7 separate regions of the Mus musculus genome follow, and regions 1, 2, 3, 4, 6 and 7 are each linked to region 5. The links are chromatin contacts, called in public HiChIP or PLAC-seq and promoter capture Hi-C maps. All regions are on one chromosome and are shown on one strand. The core of a region is the stretch at or near the end of the contact, and the rest is flanking DNA. Distances in the headings are between cores, read along the strand shown.

The links. Promoter capture Hi-C pulls out the DNA fragments that hold promoters and counts their contacts. HiChIP or PLAC-seq counts read pairs in DNA pulled down with a chosen protein or histone mark.
Region 1: a contact with region 5 is called in a promoter capture Hi-C map of second pharyngeal arch cranial neural crest, with 6 times the contacts expected there. The contact joins the enhancer-like site here to the promoter of Wnt5a in region 5. A contact is called at or near these places in 10 of 39 promoter capture datasets (the 3T3-L1 cell line, 3T3-L1-derived adipocytes, cranial neural crest and 6 more), 1 of 15 datasets of contacts at CTCF or cohesin (the NIH/3T3 cell line), 6 of 484 Hi-C or Micro-C datasets (the N1E-115 cell line, cerebral cortex, liver and 2 more), 12 of 115 datasets of contacts at active chromatin or transcription factors (the NIH/3T3 cell line, cardiomyocytes, craniofacial prominence and 7 more) and 2 of 9 other capture datasets (adipose tissue and embryonic stem cells).
Region 2: an H3K4me3 HiChIP or PLAC-seq map of embryonic forebrain shows a contact between it and region 5, with 4 times the contacts expected there. The contact joins the enhancer-like site here to the promoter of Wnt5a in region 5. A contact is called at or near these places in 10 of 39 promoter capture datasets (the 3T3-L1 cell line, 3T3-L1-derived adipocytes, cranial neural crest and 5 more), 16 of 484 Hi-C or Micro-C datasets (cerebellar granule neurons, cerebellum, cranial neural crest and 8 more), 18 of 115 datasets of contacts at active chromatin or transcription factors (VIP interneurons, astrocytes, cardiomyocytes and 12 more) and 1 of 9 other capture datasets (embryonic stem cells).
Region 3: a contact with region 5 is called in an H3K4me3 HiChIP or PLAC-seq map of embryonic limb bud, with 3 times the contacts expected there. The contact joins the enhancer-like site here to the promoter of Wnt5a in region 5. A contact is called at or near these places in 3 of 39 promoter capture datasets (3T3-L1-derived adipocytes, frontonasal cranial neural crest and liver), 7 of 115 datasets of contacts at active chromatin or transcription factors (VIP interneurons, craniofacial prominence, embryonic forebrain and 4 more) and 1 of 9 other capture datasets (embryonic stem cells).
Region 4: an H3K4me3 HiChIP or PLAC-seq map of embryonic limb bud shows a contact between it and region 5, with 7 times the contacts expected there. The contact joins the enhancer-like site here to the promoter of Wnt5a in region 5. A contact is called at or near these places in 13 of 39 promoter capture datasets (the 3T3-L1 cell line, 3T3-L1-derived adipocytes, HPC-7-derived erythroid cells and 9 more), 16 of 484 Hi-C or Micro-C datasets (the 3T3-L1 cell line, adipose-derived mesenchymal stem cells, cortical neurons and 7 more), 13 of 115 datasets of contacts at active chromatin or transcription factors (the NIH/3T3 cell line, VIP interneurons, a colorectal cancer cell line and 10 more) and 1 of 9 other capture datasets (embryonic stem cells).
Region 6: a contact with region 5 is called in a promoter capture Hi-C map of hippocampal neurons, with 4 times the contacts expected there. The contact joins the enhancer-like site here to the promoter of Wnt5a in region 5. A contact is called at or near these places in 3 of 39 promoter capture datasets (hippocampal neurons and liver), 1 of 484 Hi-C or Micro-C datasets (nephron progenitors) and 6 of 115 datasets of contacts at active chromatin or transcription factors (the NIH/3T3 cell line, craniofacial prominence, embryonic hindbrain and 3 more).
Region 7: an H3K4me3 HiChIP or PLAC-seq map of stem cell-derived neural progenitor cells shows a contact between it and region 5, with 24 read pairs. The contact joins the enhancer-like site here to the promoter of Wnt5a in region 5. A contact is called at or near these places in 9 of 39 promoter capture datasets (cranial neural crest, embryonic stem cells, hematopoietic stem and progenitor cells and 4 more), 3 of 484 Hi-C or Micro-C datasets (cortical neurons, urothelial organoids and uterus), 13 of 115 datasets of contacts at active chromatin or transcription factors (craniofacial prominence, embryonic basal ganglia, embryonic forebrain and 8 more) and 1 of 9 other capture datasets (liver).

What each region holds. Positions count from the first base shown.
Region 1 is chr14:28,163,956-28,167,055 of GRCm38.p6, reverse strand. The region is part of intron 16 of Erc2 (ELKS/RAB6-interacting/CAST family member 2); the gene reads right to left. Among named protein-coding and RNA genes, the nearest start is that of Gm52097, 220 kb to the left of the region's middle. Within about 2 kb of position 1,300, at least 51 of the 459 cell types and tissues checked have an H3K27ac peak or open chromatin away from gene starts, as enhancers often do. A contact at or near this core is called in the N1E-115 cell line, craniofacial prominence, embryonic basal ganglia and 4 more, where this site is marked.
Region 2 is chr14:28,954,067-28,956,766 of GRCm38.p6, reverse strand. The region is part of intron 32 of Cacna2d3 (calcium channel, voltage-dependent, alpha2/delta subunit 3); the gene reads left to right. Among named protein-coding and RNA genes, the nearest start is that of Lrtm1, 63 kb to the left of the region's middle. Within about 2 kb of position 1,361, at least 18 of the 459 cell types and tissues checked have an H3K27ac peak or open chromatin away from gene starts, as enhancers often do. A contact at or near this core is called in cerebellar granule neurons, cerebellum, embryonic forebrain and 1 more, where this site is marked.
Region 3 is chr14:28,878,292-28,881,168 of GRCm38.p6, reverse strand. No RefSeq gene overlaps it. Among named protein-coding and RNA genes, the nearest start is that of Gm35217, 81 kb to the right of the region's middle. Within about 2 kb of position 1,603, at least 8 of the 459 cell types and tissues checked have an H3K27ac peak or open chromatin away from gene starts, as enhancers often do. A contact at or near this core is called in embryonic limb bud, where this site is marked.
Region 4 is chr14:28,970,469-28,973,287 of GRCm38.p6, reverse strand. Cacna2d3 (calcium channel, voltage-dependent, alpha2/delta subunit 3) reads left to right here. Exons shown (of 38, transcript NM_009785.1): 30 at 1,010-1,072. Among named protein-coding and RNA genes, the nearest start is that of Lrtm1, 46 kb to the left of the region's middle. Within about 2 kb of position 1,252, at least 6 of the 459 cell types and tissues checked have an H3K27ac peak or open chromatin away from gene starts, as enhancers often do. A contact at or near this core is called in embryonic limb bud, where this site is marked.
Region 5 is chr14:28,504,031-28,506,730 of GRCm38.p6, reverse strand. It overlaps Wnt5a (wingless-type MMTV integration site family, member 5A), which reads right to left and starts at 1,258. Exons shown (of 5, transcript NM_009524.4): 1 at 617-1,258. The coding sequence starts at 622.
Region 6 is chr14:28,917,771-28,920,470 of GRCm38.p6, reverse strand. The region is part of intron 35 of Cacna2d3 (calcium channel, voltage-dependent, alpha2/delta subunit 3); the gene reads left to right. Among named protein-coding and RNA genes, the nearest start is that of Lrtm1, 99 kb to the left of the region's middle. Within about 2 kb of position 1,435, at least 9 of the 459 cell types and tissues checked have an H3K27ac peak or open chromatin away from gene starts, as enhancers often do. A contact at or near this core is called in hippocampal neurons, where this site is marked.
Region 7 is chr14:28,029,538-28,032,315 of GRCm38.p6, reverse strand. All of the region lies in intron 12 of Erc2 (ELKS/RAB6-interacting/CAST family member 2), which reads right to left. Among named protein-coding and RNA genes, the nearest start is that of Gm34996, 150 kb to the right of the region's middle. Within about 2 kb of position 1,260, at least 17 of the 459 cell types and tissues checked have an H3K27ac peak or open chromatin away from gene starts, as enhancers often do. A contact at or near this core is called in neural progenitor cells and stem cell-derived neural progenitor cells, where this site is marked.

The DNA.
Region 1 (3,100 bases), core at 51-2,550, 340 kb after region 5:
TCCATGTAAGAAGGAATTTAGATTTACTGTGCTGGCAGGAGAAATGAATTTATAAACTCTACATACTTAAGTGTGCTTAAAACACTCGTGATAATAAGCTGCAGCTAGGCAAATGTGTGATCTAAATGACTCTGAGCAAAAATATTTGTCTCTGCTGCCGATCACACAAGTGCAAGACTGCTCATGGTGGAACAGAGATGGAGCTGTGGCCCTGCCAAGAAGCCTTCAAGATCAGGCAGAAGGTGCACACCACTCACAAACTGAGAAGGAACTGAAACGCACTCTGTGATACTGCCACATCCAAAATGCAATTCTTGGACGAGTGGCTTTTGCCCCAGCATGTGGCTGAGGGGACACACAGGGAGAGGCCATCCTGAGCACCACATTGCATTAAGGCCAACTTGGATCCTGTTTTCCTGGCATGTAGGACCAGAACTCAGACTAAGATTCTTACAGGGGTCCCTGGTGTCAGCAAGTCTTCAGAGAGTGAAACTCCCTACTCTCTTTGCCCAGTCCCTATGCCTGCCTGGTTCTAGCACTGCCTCTTTGATCTTGTACAGATCAGGCCTGCCAGGGTATCATGAAAACTGTGCTATGTTGTACCCATCCCTGAGACTCAGAGTGTTGTCCCAACTCACTCATCATTTTCAGCCTCTAGCTTTCAAACTTCTTCTCTAAATGGCTAGTCTAATTCCAAGAGGAAAGACTTGGCATCCCTTGTGATGATGACTCCTGGGTATAGTCTGTCCTGCAGAGGCCTTGAGACGTCTAGAGCAGTATCCCATGCTCACCTCTAAGGGCTCCCAACCCATAAAATCAGTCCTTGTAAGATTTCTCTCCTCCTTCCTCCCTCTAGCCCAGACCTTTCTAATACCCTGGGGTAACTCCAGGCTACATTACAACACTTCATTCTTCTAGGGCTTCAAACACTGAAGTCTGGAAGGCTTGCCTGCTCAGGCTCTCTCCACCACTGTCCATGCCACTGTCAGAGGGACAGAATGACCAGAATCTCTAGGCTTCCTTTTTCACCCACCTGGCAGAGCTATACCTAATGAATACCAAATGGGCCTCTCTGATGCCTCTGCTGGGCAAGAGCGGCCATTGCCCCATTACACCTCACTGGTTTTCTTGGTGTTGTGGTAACGTGTCACCTTGCTTGGCTGGGTGGTATCACGAGGTGACCACATCCATGTGCATGCTTCCCTCCCCCCTTCAGGACCCCCCACCCCTACCCATATCCAGCCCCTGTCCTCTGGAGGAGGATAGGCAAGTGAGCACAAACTGTTTGGCGTCCTAAGCCAGAGCTAACTGAAGCCTGCTGCAGGCCCTGTTCATCTGCTTTAACCTCTCCCTGTGCTGAAGAAGACAAAGCACAGACAGAAGAAACGCCACCAGAGCCATAGATGATGGCTCTGTGCTTCTAAAACCCAGTGCTGCGTGGGCCTGGGGTAGAAATGCCCTTCATCCTAACCTAAAAGAAGTAAGTAAGTAAATAAATAAATAAACAAACAATAACAAAAATCATATCTCAAATCACAGAGCAGAATTCTTTCCCCAAACTTCCTCCCATTCCTCTTCATTTCACAGATATTTAAAGCATGTATTATGTTGCTATGGACAATTAGCCTTTTATCCAATTTGACTTGAGAGTTTAACTCTCCCACCCGAAGGTTTTAATTATGCCCTCAGCCCAGTACTTAGGCCCTGGTTCCTGCAGCTGGAAATCTGCCCCAGTGATGTTGTAACCTTGTTAATGTAACAAAAGAGGAGTTTACTTAAAACTGGACTCACTATGGACTTAAGCCAAATTTACTTGAAAGAGGAAAGAGTCTGTCAAAAATCCTACAGTAAACACGGCAAAGCAGCTCTTTCAGAGCCTCCCCTTAATTCCCAGCGACAAGCAATTTACATGTAAGTGAATTCATATGCTCCACCAAGAGGCTGGGCTCCACAGCGCAGGCGCAGTGCACTCACCCCTACACCCACCTCCCATTTTTCTTTTCTTTCCTCCCTTTCAAATACTTTTCCCCCGTTTTAGATATACACAGTAAGCTGTTCTCCTGAGCAAAACAGCATGAACCCACAACGTTTTAATCGCTCAAAGCATAATTAGGACCCTCTAAACATTTACTGAGCAAGTCGCTCTGAATAAAGGCAACCAGAATCTCTGAAAGCTGCTCACAGACCTGAAATGTTGTCCTGTCAAAGACATACTTTGCATTCTGTCTAAGCTGCCTGTCAAGTTCAAAGGCCTCTCCAGCTATCGAGGCATAAGTGGGAGGCGCTGGTGAAATACCCAAGCCCACGTTTGTCATGGTTGCCAAGATCCGGCAGGTTTCTTACCTTCTCTCCTAATTAGATTACCTTTCTAGTCCACAGACTAACAGAAAGCGCACAGTACACTAAACGTGCTGTGACAACAGGGACAGGATTGAGGGAGACCTTTCTGGGAAAGTGTGAAAGAAAATGATCCTCCTAACACCTCTGGGCACATGGGGAAGAGGCAATGCTGTGGGTGATGTCCTGCTGCAAGGGGGCGGGAATCCCTGGCATCTTAGACACAACCCAAAAGACATTAACTCCCCCTACCCCAAGTAGGAAGCCAGGCAGGGGCTCTCTTTAACATTCATTATTTTTAACTGTGCTCCTTGACAAAATCCACCCAGAGCAAACACTGGCCTGCGCTCAACTTTCTTTCATGCTCTCTGAAAGCTTAATTGGTTCTAACGAGATCAAAAGTTGTTTTCCCCCTTTGGCATGTATCTGTATTGTTTCTGAGCTATTTGGAAGTTGCTGGACACCAAAGGCAGATCCATCATTCTTGGGGCAACTCCATTCCTAGGGGTGATTCCAGGCCACATCTCCTGCACCATGCATCTCATGCATGTCAGAGAAGCAAGTTGCTCTGAATAAAGGCCCCCAAAACAGCACAAAGTTCCTTCTTACCACCTGAAGAGCAGCAAACAGACCACAGAGTCCTGCTACCCCTAAGATTGTGCCCCAGCAAACCATTCCCCGTGGAAATGGCAAGGCCAAGCCAGAAGACTCAGGAAAAACATTCTAAGCTTGAGATGATCCAGAACTCAGCACTGTTTGGGTT
Region 2 (2,700 bases), core at 112-2,611, 450 kb before region 5:
AATGGCTGGGAGCTTCTGCTGCCTTTGGGACCTGTGGCTCAGACTTTAGGGTAATCAAATGTACCTTACTCAAAACCAAGAATGTATTTCCTGACTTGACTCACTAAAAACTGTTTCTGTTTAAACCCGGGTCCAGTGATTATGTAAGTTAAAAATCAGGTCAGGCTCTTAGATGGATTAATGAACTGTCCCTTTTTTATAGACAAGGAGGGGAGGAGCTTCATTGACAGTTACATAAGAGAATTTGGTTGGTTTAACAGAAATTGTCCTTCTGAGGGAGTTGGTGAGATAGCTTAGTCCCTACATCTCCTTCCACATAACCTTGAGGACCTGAATTTGGGTCCCCAGGACCCACATGAAACCCAAACACAGCAGTGCACATCTGTAAGCTCTGAGCAGGTGCAGCATGGAGTCCAGAGAATCCCCAGTACATCTAGCCAGCCTGAGCCCTGAACTTCAAGATCTTTCAGAGACTTTGTCTCAAAACCCAAGGGGAACTGCAACAGAGGAAGAGACATCTGTCATTTACCTCCCACCTCTGAATCCACAGGTACACACACAACTGAGTACTACACACATACACATGCACGCACACACAGGAAAATATCTTCCTTTTGGCTTGTAATAGTGCTCTCCAGCCAAGTGAACAGGTGGGTTCCTCTGCTCTTCTCAGTGCTTTCTGCCTGGGAGCTGCTTCCAGTGAGGGGGGATATTACAACCTAGGGTCAAGGCATACAGTGCTGTGTCCTTAGAAACGAGCTCCAGCCTGTCAGAAACCAACAATTGTCAGTTTTAAAATGTAATTTGCAGTGTACAGAAAATATCAATTACCTGAAAACTCAGAATATTTTTCTCCTTTAAGGTAGACCTCAAGATAGCCCACAGATGTATTCAAACGTAACCCTTGAAATATGATTTTGGGAATACTAAAAGCCATCCAAAATGTTCATTTAAGGACAAGATTTCAAAGTCATCTTGGTGAACTTAGCAGCCTCTGTGAGACCTGAGACCTTAGCAGGATGCTATCTAAGAGCTACATGTTTAACATGATTCTTCTACACACAGTGAGCCAGAAAGAGTCTGAGATACAAAGTTTCTGAGAGGCAGCTGAGAAGTTGGACTTTATAGAAAACACTGCTTAATGGAAACTTGAGAGGAAACATCACTTGGAATCCGGGCTTTTTGTTTCCAAACTGGCTTCCCTGCACTTAGTGTGACTTATTTCCAGATTTGAAATCTTCCCAAGACAGGTTTCCTCCATCCCTTTTAAAAAGCTCAATGACCCCTTGAGTCCCCAGCGATTGTTTCCACTTACAACCTTAATCCCTATTTGCATAATCCCTTTGTTTGCTCAGATATCCTTAGAGTCTGGGTCTAGCAGGCTCTGCCTGAGTTCCTTTTTCCTGGCCTCTTGTGAGCCAGTGCCAAGCTACACAGCCTTGGGATTCCTCTTAGGTCTACCTCAGCCACTCATTTCAGCGGGAACACAGATGCAGAATCAGCCGTGGTCTAACTCCTTGGCTCTTTCTGGGGCTCCAGGGAAGTGATGGTTTTAATGTCATAACACCTAATGAGCAGAGCATGGCGATTTGAGGCATTTGGTTTTAAGAAATTGTTGAAGTTAGTATCTTTCTCTAACCCTAAACATGGAGAAAGAGGGTCCCCTGGTTCAGGGATTCACTCGATGTTGATGTTGAAAGCCTTACTCAAATCAAATAAAAAAATATACAGCCTTGCAAAGCAGGGTGGGCTGGGAATAAGCCCAATGGGTTTCGTTTGTTTGTTTGTTTATGTTGCTCTCTGCTTGAGACAGGAACCTTTCAGCAATGTTTAGGGCACTATAAATTTATTCTTGTTTTATTCAAAACTGGATAATTCCTCCATTCCCAGTTCTGGTTCTTATAATTAAAATGCTCAGAGAGGAGGATTAGGCAGCTGTCGCCTCAGAAACCAAGATCTGGCATGCTTTTTCCTAATGGCAGCCACAAAAGGTGCTGAGGGTTTTCTGGACCTGCCGTCTGGAGCCCAGCTCTCTGCCAGTGCCATCGTCTGCCTTGCAAATCTGCACACCACTTACATATCTGGCATACCTAGGCACAAAGAGCCAACTGAGGAGGACATGGTATTTTCCAGAATTCAGGAAATTGAATTATCCACATAGGAAATATCACAGAGTAAACAATCCAACTGCTTTTTTTAATTAAAATATTCTGAAATAAAGATTAGGCTGTCAATGCCTTCTTTTATAGCATGCAGGGGATTTTCTGAGGGGATAAAATCACATGTCCATATGGTTATCATTTTTTCAAGTCCAAATATGTAAGTGCGAGAAAGGGCAGCCCAAATCCTACATAATTCATGGAAGGCATTAAAATCAAGTGTGTTCAATTTGTGCGTCTCTCAATGAACGATGCACAGTGATGGAGAACTGTGAGTCACCTTTCCAAAGGGGAGCCGTGCGAATTACCATTTGAAATTAGTTACATGATTCCAGCCCCTCAGCACCAGGCTGTGAAATATTAGCCCCTAGAGGGTAAAGGTTTAAGCATCGTTTGCTGAACTTCCTCCTTCCTCCCAGTGATAACCCTTGTATTAGATCATGTTTATTTTACTTGTAAATCACATCTCACTACAGGGGAGTTCAAAGTTTTAAGATGTTAGTTTTGGGATACAGTATCTAAGCATTTTCTTCCTTTAGCT
Region 3 (2,877 bases), core at 354-2,853, 370 kb before region 5:
GTTACCAGACAGGCATAACAATGGTAAGGTTGGATGAGCTCAAACCCCAGCAATCTCAGAATTGAGAATGGCAGAATTGGAGCCATTTTCTACCTGCCTCTATCTGCTCTGGAACATATAACCATGATATCCCACTGAGAACCATGGGCACTAGGTCATATAGCATATACACTTGGAGTTCTCCAGGCTAATGAGATACCTAGATTGCCCCATGAACATTCAGCCAATGAACTTCCTTTCCTGGGCATTCCTTCCAGCAAAATGAATCCCTGGTTTATCCTGAACAAAGTACATGCATTCACATCCACCACCAAATAAACCAGTATGAACAAGCAAAGATTGTTTCTTCATTAAGGATTGCCATAGGGAAGGCCTTTGTCTTAAAAAGCCACTTCTAAAACTCCCAAGGAAGGCTTTCTGTCCTCCAGCCTCCTCTGTACTCTGCACTCACTCCAAATCAGACTGTTCTGTGCATCCTGGGCTCTGCCTTTCCCCCTCCACCTGGCATGCAGATGCCTGGGGGGAAAGCAGACCCCTGAACCCCCGGTTCCCCACTCCCTTTCTCGGCACTATCGTGACAGCACTTGGGTACCCAGAGAGGAGACCAGAAACTTCTGTGGACTCTCAGCTTTGGACTTTGCCCTGCAAAACAGAGGAGGAAGGAAAAAAGAAGGGGAATGGGAAGGCAAAAACTGTAGACAGAGAGAGAGAGAGAGAGCCAGGAGTCAGGTATAAACTTTAGAACCATGCCCCTAGAGACCTACCTTTTCTAGTTTAACCCAACATCCCAAAGTTTCCCAAGCTTTTGGAATCTTCCATAATGTCACCACCACCAGCTGATGAGCAAGTGTCAGAGTAGAAGATGGAGGAACTGGGAGAATCAAACCCAGAAACTGAGCTAGGATTCAAACCTGCAGACCATTTCAACTCTCCAGTACTAGCCTCCATGTTGGCCAGATGCATTGCATCAAATGGTCTTTGAAAGAATGAAATCTTTTCTGTCATCTGAGATCTTAGATATGGCCGGGGGGGGGGGGGGGGATTACAAACACTATGCCGGAATAAGGCAGCTGGGAGTCACTGAAGCAGCTACCACACAGCTTCTGCCTAGAAATGTAAGAACATAGGAGACACCACCAGGTAGTACTCATCCCCTTTGTTGCTAGAATTACCTCTCCCTATTAGAGGTGAAACCCCTGATCCATAGGTAAGACCCCGGAGGCATTACATTCAACAAGTTCATTATCATATGGGGGAAAAATGTGTGTTTGTTTGAAAAGCCAGGTCCTTTAACGGCTATGACTCTTACAACTTCCTAAAGTCCCCCAGGCACTTTGCTGTGCTGAGGAACCAAATTAGGCTTAATATGATCTAATGTACAGGTCTGAATTATGCCCTGAGGATACTTTCTGGGAGATGAAAGGACCAATATGCTTATAAAGTTCTATTACTCTTTAAAAGGGACTTTTAAAATGTTGGAAGTACCTCCTGGCTAAGGGAAGGATTAGATGGCGGGCTTTCAGTTCCTTACTCCTAATGTAAACACCGGGTACTCCCAGGGTTCAGCCTCAGCTGACTGTCTTTACACAAAGCAAACAGATGCAAGGCCTTGGGCCTTTGTCTCTGAAGTCAGTTTAATGACTAGGGCAAAGTGAGATGTTTAGTCTGATTAAAGGCTCTGCTCTTCAAAGCCATACCTTTGTCCATGTGGGAAACGACAGTGTTTATAATGCCTGGGCTCGGTTGGTGGATAGATGGAGTGTGGACAGTAAGCAAATCTTCTTCCTCCAGACAGGAAAATGCCAAGCTTCATTTTTAAAAAGAAGGGAGGGATGCCTCGGTGCTCTCTGTGTTGAGTAGATCACTCATGGCCTCACAGGACGGAGAGCAATCCCAGAGAGCCAGGCAGCGGACATAAGTGAAAACATTCCACTTACATCTTTAAGCTATTCATAATTTTAATAAATAATATTTTATGATAGAAATTTAGAAACCAGAGAATAGCAAAGTCAACCAAGTATTACTATGGTCTTATCATGGCATACACTAGCAAGCCTTTGTTGCAAGGACCGTGATATAGCTGTCCCTTGTGAGACTAGGCCGGGGCCTAGCAAACACAGAAGTGGATGCTCACAGTCAGCTAATGGATGGATCACAGGGCCCCCAATGGAGGAGCTAGAGAAAGTATCCAAGGAGCTAAAGAGATCTGCAACCCTATCGGTGGAACAACATTATGAACTAACCAGTACCCCAGAGCTCTTGACTCTAGCTGCATATGTATCAAAAGATGGCCTAGTCGGCCATCACTGGAAAGAGAGGCCCATTGGTCAGGCAAATTTTATATGCCTCAGTACAGGGGAATGCCAGGGCCAAAAAATGGGAGTGGGTGGGTAGGGGAGTGGGGGGGGGGAAGGGTGTGGGGGACTTTTGGGATAGCATTGGAAATGTAATTGAGGAAAATACGTAATAAAAAAAAATAACTTAAAAAAAAAGAAATACACATATTATCACCACAGTGCATATATTCTCATTATTCTCCAAGCCCTTCCTAGAAGCATTTTCTACAAAACTTGTGCTCATGGAGTTCTGTGCCCTTTCCTATCTGTCACATCTAGAACAGTGAATACCACCATTTTTAATGCTTGTTGATCCATCATATGTATATATCATTTATCATACTTTAATTCATGTGGACATAGAAGCTATCTTCAATTCCTTCATATTGTGAAGGGCTGGAATTACAAAAGATAACAGTCAGGAACCTTTCTGAGTGTGAGTGCTTTTCCATGGCTGGCAGGACTGCATGCTTCTAGGCTTGGTCCCGGGGAGTGACAGGAGCATCCTTTGGAGACTGAAATGAACCAGGGAAGAAGCTAC
Region 4 (2,819 bases), core at 3-2,502, 470 kb before region 5:
CCCAGCACTGACAGCCCTTGGCTAGGAAGATAAGCCAGATCTTTCTGACCCTCACTGCTGTCCTTTCATGCCTGACAAAAATCCAACCCCCATGTCTAGGTCAGTGTCCCAGCAAATGCCAGCCCCATGGTGGCCTGGAGCTAAGCGGAATTTAGCTTAGGGTAAAGATATGTTACAAATTAAACGTTGCTGTCGGTATGTAAAGCTGCAATAAATAGAAACTGAGTTACATCAAGGACGGAATTAAGCCTTAAGTTTAAACTCCACAGCACTGTAATTAAAACTTCGCCTGTAGCAAGCCATTCACAGGAGATTAAAGGATCGTGGGGGAAGCAGAGGTTTGTTTGCCTTACCTTGCTCCCTACAATTTATAAGTCTGAGCTACCAAAAAGCTAGGAGCCCTGCCCCCACATCCAGCTCCCAATTAAAAACACAGTTTGAAAACCTTTAGGAGGCCTGAGGGGCCCCTTTTACAGAAGGCCACCCCTTCCCCCATGCCTCAGTCCATGAACAAATTAAAAAGTATTACCTGGTCCCCCGATGGTCCCCTGAGCTGACACGGTGTTTTCATTAATACATCATTAGAGTAATGACATTGTGCTGGCATTTGGGTTTCCAAATGGCCGGCACTGCAGCCACTCCAAATAAAAGCCTGGGGGCCTCTGAACACTTTCTTCCTGGGAAGTAGTCAGGTCCCATAAAGAGAAAACCCAAGACAGACTTTAATACAGCCTTTTCTGGGCATATCCATTGTATGCCGATGCCAGGCTTTCAAGGTCACTCCTCTTGTTTGTTTCCTTCCTTCAGTGTCCTGAGTTTTGCAGAGTCAACCCTGGGGTTAGTGTGACCGTGACCCTAACTCACTGAGCCAACAAGTATTTTCAATTCCTGGGATTCAACTCCCCTTCCCAGCAAAGGGATTGGGGGGCATCTCTGAGACTGGAAACACATCGTTCTATGTAAAGGCAGTCTGAGGCCTGAGAGTAAAGTGTGTGTTCTGATTTTCTAGACTGTGAACTGTTACCTTATAGACAATAACGGATTCATTCTGGTGTCTGAAGACTACACACAGGTGAGTGAGGAGACCCCCAACTCCATGTAAAGGAATAATTCAGATGGCACTGGGTTCCCCGGGTAGAGACAAACTATGGGGTTAAGACTTGGAGATGATGGTCCATGTATAAGAGGCAAAAGCATGTTATAAATCAAATGTCGCTCTGAATGCCACAGCCACATGTCTCACCTCAGCGCTGCCAGAGAGTCTGAGTCCAGCTGCCTTCCTGTGCTCATAAAGGTTAAACTTATGGAGTTCTTTGCCTCAGAGTTGTTTGGGCTACAAAAGCAATTTTGTATGAGGCTGAGGTGAGGTTCACTGGCTAAAGAACTTGCTTCAATTCAAATCACCAGAACCCAGAATGTAAAGCTGGGTGCCACAATGTGCACCTCAAGTCATGTCTGAGATGCGAGACAAAGACAGGCAAGTCCTGGAAGTTTGCACATGTAACCAACAAAGAATGGCAGTTTCTACAAGGTAAAGGGCAGCCATCAACACCTAAGGTTGACCTGTTTGCAATTCTGATGCTGTGGCAAACACAGGTGCACATGTGTGAGCGTGCACAAGCACACTCGAGTGCATGCACACACACACACACACACACACACACACACACACACATACACACACACCAGATTTTTTTAAAAAAGAATTTTTGCCTGAAGGGCATTGGTGCTTTAAAGAGTTTGGACTACTTTAAGGAGAGTTTCCCCCTAATAGTTAACATTCATGCATACACCCATACACACTCGAATTCTCTTTAAAAATCATCTGAAATGCTTCAGGAGTCAATGGTTTGGTGGGTCCATTCATGCTCAATAAATGGTTCAATCTTTTTCTATATGGCTCTGTGAGATCCAGGCATAGAGATGAGTTCATTTTAGAAAGAGTGACTTCAGAAAATGAGGACTTGAACTATATTTCTGTTCTTCTCCCCCAGAGTGTTTAAATGTGCTCTAGACGCTGATGCCCATGCACAGTCTCATTGAGCATTGGGCCACTAGAAGCACTGGATAAAATAAATGAGCCCATGAAAGACAGCCAGTCTCTAAGATAGCTGAAAAGGCCATCAGCCTAAGGACACCTGCCCATCTGACCCAGAGGAACATTGAGCGACTGAAGAACCTATGGGGCAAGAACCCAAAGTCCTTCCTCAGGAGGACTCTCTGTAATTCTACCCTAGCCACACAGGGCCGAGATGAGACTTGGTTCTGGGCTCAGGAAAGGTGGAGTGCCTGTCTTCCCATGGTAAACCCTAGCCTGGCCAGGAAGCTACTCAGAAAGCCATGGCTTCTCCAGGAGAATTTTCTCCCTCTGTGAAGTAGGGATCCTGCCAGCCTGCTCGGCTCAGGCTTGTTTGATGTTGTCTGGCTTCCTGCACCCCAATTAGGATAATTCTTCTCTATCTAACAACCAGTTCCATTGACACTGGTATATTTACACACATAAAATATAAGTGCCCTTCTTGCTCATAGCACCCGCACATGCCTAGAGCACGTGTGAGCATTTCCATGTTCCCCTGAAGGAGGGAGTGCTTGATGTTCAATAAGGGGAATGTTTCCTTCCTTCTTCCTTCTTCCTTCTTCCTTCTTGGCTTCTTCCTGATTTCTTTCTTTCTTTCTTTCCTTTTTTCTTTCTTTCTTTCTTTCTTCCTTCCTTCCTTCCTTCCTTCCTTCCTTCCTTCCTTCCTTTCCTTCCTTCCTTCCTTCCTTCCTTCCTTCCTTCCTTCCTTCCTTCCTTCCTTTCTTTCTTTCTTTCTTTCTTT
Region 5 (2,700 bases), core at 9-2,508:
CTGCTCCCCGCGCGGGGTGCGCTCTGGCCCCCCGCCAGGCACTCTTAAAGGCACAGGGGCCGGGAACGCTCGGGTTACTCGACCTGGAGAGCCGGGAACTGGGCCCTGATCGGAGGTTGGGGGTGGGGTGTGCGTTGCTCTAGGGTAGGTGGCCCCTAGTTTCCTTAGTCTCGCAGCCGTTTCTCCTAACACAGTCCTCATCCGGCCTCAGAGCTTCAGCCACACAATCTCCGCGTGCCGGTGAAATGAGCGTTTGATATATACTTGATGAATCGAATCATTATCCAGTCACTGAAATACACGTAGTAAAACTACACTCCAGTTCTCGAGGTAAAAAGGCGCGCCGCCTGTGACCCGAACTGTCTTTCCTGCCCTCGCTCTTCTCCATAGTTGAAAAGGTTTGAAGAATAGCCGGTGCAAAAAGTCTCCAAGGACGCAGAGGCAGTGTCCCCAGGGTAAGGGACGAAAAGATAGGAGTCCCTGCCGGCGATATTGGAGTTTAGCTTTCTCCAGGCAGTTAGAGAAATGGAGAGGATAGGGATAGATTGAAAGAGTTCAGTTAACTTTGAAAAGGGGGGGAAAAAGTAGGGAGCGTCCGTGCGCACAGAACACTTACCTTCATGGCGAGGGGGAGGGGGCACGGAGAGGAAGTCGCCACCCGAGCGAAGGCGGCCGAGGAATTCAAGCGAAGCGTCGGGGTTAAGCCTTGGGGGACAATCCAAAGCAGGGCTGCGGAGTCCTCCTGGGCGCGTCGGGTGGGCGCAGCGACCCGGAGCGGAAGCGAGCACTGGCGCCCGGACTCGGGCAGAGGAGTTGGTATAGCGTGGAAATGTGCCCAGGAACCGAGAGGGCGCCGGCGCGCGCGGGCGAGCAGCAAGCGCAGGGCCGAGCGGGGACACAGTGCAGGAGCCGCGGGTCCGACGAGGGCGCGCAGGCGACTGTTCCGCGGCGAGGCGCTCCCTCTCTAACGTCCATCAGCGACGGCGGTAATTAGGGCTTTCCAACCCCAAATGTGGGCGTGATTGTGCAAAAGACTTTACAACAAATAATAAAAAAAATTCTTCACAAGAAGGTGAAAAAAAATGCCCCACTACTCAACTGTGGCCCGAGGCGGGGAAGGAGGGGGGGCAATCCCTGTGCCCAAGATGCCCCCAGTTCATTCACACCACGAATTCTGCAGACTCCAGGCGGCTCACGCCTCCTGATTGTCAGCTCCTCCTCTCTGGGTCTGTGGCCGAAACGTCTGCTTCCAGGGACTGCTCCTGCAGCTGAGTTAGCTAGTGAACCTCTGTGTACACACAGACACACACCCAAACACACACACATACACACACACAAACGCACACACACGCAGACACAGAGACACGCGCTCACACACACACACAGACACACACACACACACACAGAGCAGCAGCAGCGGCGGCGGCTATGGGACCACAGAACAATCAGGCACGCATGGTTTTTTCTCCGGGAGATGCCGCTGAAATCGCACAAGTCGCCATCAGAGCTGCAAGAGTCAGCGCCAAATTTTGTCCTTTCATTTTAGAGTCTGGCAAAAACCAGGCGCAAAGAAAATGGGTTCAAGGCAGCCCTGAACTTTCTGCCGCTTGGTGGCTTGAGCGGTTGATGGACAGCTAGCCTGTGGGGGAACGTTGGCTTCCCCCTTCTGGTCCCCTTCTTTCTTTCTTCCTTTCTTCGGGTTAACCTTCTTCTTTCCACCCCCCCGCCTTTCCAGAGAGAACAGAGCGAGAGGACGGAGGGCGCAGAGCTCCGCGGTGGCGACTCAACTCCAGAGGTCCATGGCGGCCGAGGCTGCCCACCTCCTCGGTCGCGGCCGGGGTCCGAGGGGCGGTCGTGGGGCCCGGCGGAGGCCGCGGAAGGAGATGGCAATGCAGCGGCCGCACAATCCGGACTCCGGACGGCGGAGGCGGTGCCTCGGAGCCTGCAGCAACTTTCCAAGCGATGCGGTGCCCCACAGACTGACTGGCCCAGCGAGGGGACCGCGTGCCCCCCACCCCCGGCCCTCCTGACCAGCTCCCTCACTTTCGCCCTCCCTCTCTCCAGACTCCTCTTTCCCTTGGTGTTCTCAGCGAAAAAAAAATATTTTTAAAGTTGCAGAACCAAACACGGCTGGAGAGGCAAAGGGGGGTGGGGGGGGGAGAGAAAAAAAAAGTCAACTTTGCCTATGCGCATGCGTGATGAGGCTGTCCTATGACAAACTTCTCAGGATTTTAAAGCTGTACTACGGGACAGGGTGCCTGGAGGCGGGGTACGCTCCCCCTTGGGCCCCCTCCTCAAGGCTCCCCATCCCCCAGGCATCTGTATAACGAGGTTCATTTCACTGCTGTTGCCTGCCTGCCTCCTGATCGGCTCAGCTTCTTCCAAAGCCGTCGACCCGTTTGGGGGTCTGAACCTCAACTTTCCGATCCGGACCCCTTGGCTCAACTGTCCCCAACTGCATTTACTGGCACCTCTACAGAAAGGACCTCACTGACATGGATCCTGGTTGGGTTGGGATGTCTCCTTGCGCCCTGGGCTTAAAGCCCGGGCTTGGAGGGTAGAGTGGGCTCGTGCATCTTGCAAAGTCCCTGGTGTCAGAGGTTTGCTAGACAGGACTGTTCCTCACCCCAACGTGGCCAGGCAAGAGTAGAGGTCATGCTGCCGATATGGATCTAGGTGGTGGCTCTCAGGGTGAGAAGA
Region 6 (2,700 bases), core at 186-2,685, 410 kb before region 5:
CCTTCAGACTTCTGTGTTATCCTGTGACTTCTGTGATCAGGGGTGTTGAAAGTTGATCTGTGTTAAGATTGCGTTAATACATAGTCCGATAACCATGGCTTGTCCTCGGCACTCTGCTTGCTCTTTAGGCTTCTGCTTTCATTAGTATAATTTTGATCATGGAGTCAACAAATACTGAACTGGAATCTCCGTCCCATACCCAGTGCTAGAACCTGGAGATAAGGGAAGATACCGACACTCAGATATAGCCTGATTTCCATGAAATTTGTACTTTAACACAGAGGAGGAGGAAGCTGGGAAGATGAAAAGGCAAAGGAAAGGGCTGAAGTCACTGGTCCTTGGCAGCCACTATTCCATTTGGGGTAGGAAAGAATAGATTTAACTTAGAGATAATTTGTACAAGAAAAGGAAAGTGGAGGTTATGAGAAAGGAGGGAAAGGGAATTGACAGGTATGTAGACAATGAGCATCAGTAGCCGAAGGCACAGTTTAAGGAGAGTGGCCTCTGCAGGTAGGTTGTGATGCTGTGCCTGTGGCTGAAGCTGGGCAGGGTGATGGACACACGAGATGATGAACTGGAGGCTTATCTGCCTCCTGTGCTAATGAGGTACATCCTTACAGCAGCCTAAGCAGTTAGCTTTGGAGAAGAACACAGAAACTCATCCCATGGGGAAGAGGAGAGCAGGATGGGGCCACAGATGTAAGGTCATGTGTAGATGGTATGTAAATGTTATTTACTAACTCTATTAGTTATTAATATGATCCGGCCAGATCCCCAGCAATCAAGGCAGAGTCCTATAGATCCTTTTAAATTAGCTTTAGCTCAATTCCTAGGCTATTCCCCCAATGGAGTTTTCTATGTGCTAGCCTGTTAATTCCCCAGCTGCACTCCCCGAGTCCTTGTTGTCTTAAGTTTCGTCCTCAGAGTCCACTTCTCCTGACCATGTGCCTATGATCCCCCCAGCATCATGGCAGCCTTTTCCTCTGTTCTTATTTCTCTTTCTTCCTCCTCCTTCTCTCTCATAGCCTCTACCTGTGACCCCAGGCCAGTAACTGAAACTCCACCTCTCTTTATTCTCCCCAGCCATTAACTGTAGCCACTTACATTTAACCAATGGCTTTAAATTTGGGAGCAAAGTTTACACAGCAAAGACTGGTATTAGGTGGGAATTTGCTCATCTGGGGTTAACCAGATCTTGGGGGTACAGAATTTAGCATTTGATTATGTAAGAAAACCAGGCCAACTCCCAATAGCCAAGCTTCCATTTTCATTTTTCCAGCTTCATACATCAATAATTTTATCTTCCCTTCCTTTTGTTTGGAACATATAATACAAATTTGTTCCCATCTCAAGCTCTGGAGCACAGATGGACTCTGTTGGCTTATGCCAGCGTTTGTTTTGCTTTGTCTTTCGAATCTTTTGCCGTTCACTCTTGGCTATACTCTGCAGTTGAAAAATAGATATGTCTTTGTCACCAGTGTTTGCGAATCTTGTATCTGATGCAGGATAGACCTAAAGAGTTTCTACTCCACAATTAACTCAAGGCCTCATCCCTCTTGCTGTTTCTGATCCCCCCATTTTCTCCCATCACACATACACGGACTTATTTTGTTAGTGGCTCATGATGCTTTCTAGTAGGAACAGTTTGATTTGTTCTATTTTAATGATGGCTTGCTCTGATTAATTGCATGGTAGCATTACTAACCTGTCCCTCTCCTATTCTCAGAATTTTTTTTTTTCCTTGCTGGTTCTTTTCATAAGACTGATTTAGAAGTCACTGCTTTTTAATATGCGAATCTAACAACTTCACATTCAGTGTGACTGCGGCGATTTTAGACTCCGAGTAACAGATGTCTCTGTCTTTATTAACATGCTATCTACAGATGTCTCTATCTTTATTAATATGCTATCTTGAACTGGCCAGGTTTGTATTTCATGTGTCTCTTTAGTCATTATTTCCACTTAAATATCTAGTGACTATTTTCTTCTGGACTTAGATATGCATTTGACATCCAACTCATTCAGTAAATCTTCCTTTATCCTGTCTACTGTGAAGCTGAGTCAACCTTCATCCAGTTGAAAATGGTTTGTTATCAGGCATCTTTCTCAGCCTTGTTTTCTATTGTTTGAGAATTTGATACATGTATATAATGTGCTCCTTTTAAAATCCTACTGGGTCCACATGGTGCTACCTATGTATTTATGGATACAGGACCATCTAATGGATAGCCTGTAAGGGGCCACATCCTTTAAGAAAACTGATGCCCCCAAAGACTATAAATTGTCAACAGCTCCTCAGGTAGGGGTGGGACTTTATGACACCCCCCCCCCATTCTATAATGTGAGCTGGCTTGAGTTTACATAGGTAGGACCTAGGCATACAGTTACAGCTGCTTTGTAAGATAGCAACTTACCTTAAAGTCTTTGTTCACTTTACATTTTTTTAATCATTTGGATGGGGTTTCGTCTTGTATCTACAATCTTCAGTATTGCATATCTTCTCTTTAAATCTCTCCTTTTTTTCCCCTTTGTGAACAAGCTGACTCCATGATTATAACCTTATGTGAGTGACTAATTCTAATTCAAAGAAAGGCTTGTCTTCAGTGTTCAAATTTTGTAACTCTTACTTGGTACTAATCATTTTATCTGTCTTATTATTTTGGTACTATACCAGGTTAAAGCTTGCTGAAATAAACACAT
Region 7 (2,778 bases), core at 11-2,510, 470 kb after region 5:
TTAAAGGCAAGAGCTTACATATATTTTTAAACCTAAAACTCGTTAGTAATTAAAGAGAAGACGTAAGATGACCTAAGGATTTTTCAAAGTTATATAAAATGGCAGTTCTCAATGTGGGCCAGGGTGTGGTCATAAAGATCACATTTAATCAGTGCTGTGAGAGGGCTCTTGGTTAAAGTTCTCTGAGATACAACATTGTAAGAACTATTGAGATAACCTTAAAAACCAGGATTGTGTCCAGAAAGTTATTCTATGAAGAAGCAAAAGGGCGGGAAGAAGGGTGGAGATGGAGGAGGAAGAGGAGGAGAAAGAGAAGGAGGAGGAGGAGGAGGAAGAAGAAGAAGAAAGGAGAAGATGGAAGTCTGGGTGGATGGGTGGTTGGGGAGCTTATAATACTGACAAAAACGGGTACATGTGACCAAAATTTGTAATAAATAGACTGACTAGATGTCATATCAGTTAAGAGTTACTTTGAGAAAATAATTACAAGAGGGAATGAATTCTAATGTTTTATTCCCAAAAAACCCTAAAATATAAAAATTGAATAAACATTTTGGTATAACTTGGTGAAAAGAAATAGAGAAGTATGTAAGAAAAGAAGTAAGGAAAAAGGAAGGGAGGAAGGCAAGAAGGCAAGAAGGCAGGAAGGCAGGAAGGCAGGAAGGCAGGAAGGCAGGAAGGCAGGAAGGCAGGAAGGCAGGAAGGCAGGAAGGCAGGAAGGCAGGAAGGCAGGAAGGCAGGAAGGCAGGAAGGCAGGAAGGAAGGAAGGAAGGAAGGAAGGAAGGAAGGAAGGAAGGGCAGACGGACAGACAGGGAAACAGAGAGGAAAGAAAGGAGAGAAAGAAGAGCAGCACCTTCTACTTAAGGGTGCCTGATGGAGGAACACGAGCGCATGTGTATTACTCTTCGCTACATCTGCTGTAAGCTGGCCTCTTACTCTTCTCTCTGCTATATCCTTCTTCACTTTTTCAATACCATGGCCATATATTACTTTTATAACTAGGAGAAACGCAGTCATTTTAAAGACTTTTAAGGGTAAAAAACCCATCAAACTGCATCCCTATCAGAACCCCCCCCTGCCACTCCCCCCAAAAAAAAACCTCAAACAAACCCTGGATCCTGAATATATCTGCAGACAGAGGGAGTTAAAAACAAGGAGAGCTGGCAATATTCCCAGGATGCCAAACCATTTGGTTAGCTTAATTAACATGAGGAAGAATGTCAGCCTAAGACCTTGAATTAGTCACTGGAGACTGAAGTTTGCTTTTGAATGCTGAGGCCAGTCCCTGTAACAGTGGAAGAGAAAGGGAAAGTAGAAACCGCCATGCCACTAAGCCATTTCTTTGACCCTATCTACTCTGAGAAGGACTGATAGACACAACCTACTGTCCTGAGAATTCTCTGCAGCCAAAGAACACAGCAATCCCTCTGTTTCATATGCACAACAGACTTAGATTCCTGTCCCGAACTTGTAACTATGGGAAAAAAATGTTATGCAATCTTGTTCTAGAAACATTCACCAATAAATAAATAAATAAATAAATAAATAAATAAATAATAAATAAATAAAATGAATTAACAAAAAGAATCAGAGTGGTTTTTCAAGCTTCAAGATATTCTAATTTAGTATTATAATTATTATTGTTATTGTTGTTAATTATTATTTATCATTATTATCATTGCTATTTGTCTTTCTTAACCTTTTCACTGTCTTGAGCCTATCAATTATGGCTTTCATTCAAATGTTAGGGGAAGGAAAACTTGAGTAGTTTGTTTGTTTGTTTGTTTGTTTGTTTGGTTGGTTGGTTGTTTTGGTTTTGGTACTCTGCTAAGATCCATGTGGAGGACACTTCAGCACAGCATCAGGGATTATGTTTGTAAATGTGTTTGTGGGATAAGATGCAGGGTCCAGGCAGAATCTATGAAGTCCCCCAAGCATCTTGCACATACATCTGTACACAGGCAGAGCTTGGCTTAAGAAGTATCACTGTGCTGACTGAATTACTTCCTTCATGAATTTCTTTTTTTCTGTGATGTGTACTCATTAAGTAGAAGACAATGAGAGTACACAACACATAACCCTTGACCAGTGACACATTCTAGTGACCTTCACTAACTGTACCTCCTAGTAAGCTAGTCTCCTGACAAAACAAAAATATTTCTTTTTCTCTTTTTTAAACTAAACAAACAAATACATGTTTGATAGGAATGCACATGTCATTAGGATAAAGATTGAGTGGGGACATCTAAACTATATTATTCATTTTTTAATAATAATAATAATATAGTTACCTGCTCTTCAGACTTTATTAAACTCAAGTCAGAATAGCTACATTCTGTTGTCAGTAGACCATGTTGTGATCTGCCCTTGGACCTGTGAGATATTTTGAAACTTTTACAAACCCTACATTGTTGTTAGGTGTTTATCAGTCACAGCTCAGATATTAAAGCAAAACTCAGCTTACCACAGAGTTCATACATACAGCACACATATGGGCTGCTGACTGTTCTACAAATGCTATCACTGTGGCATTGAAAGATCTCACAGGTAATACCGGAAACCTAGATCTTCAAGCTGCTTTGCTCTGTTTTGTTTTGTAGCCTGAGAGTTGAAGCTGGGAAGAAGGTTATTCTCAGAGCTGGCCATATTCCTTTGGCTTCTCAATTTTTAAATTTTGAAAGAAATGGCATCGGCTTTGCGCAGATCATTCCTTTTGGCAGAGTGGATGCGGGGAAGAGACTGATTGGTATTTTGGAAGCTTCCCCAGTGTGGCACAC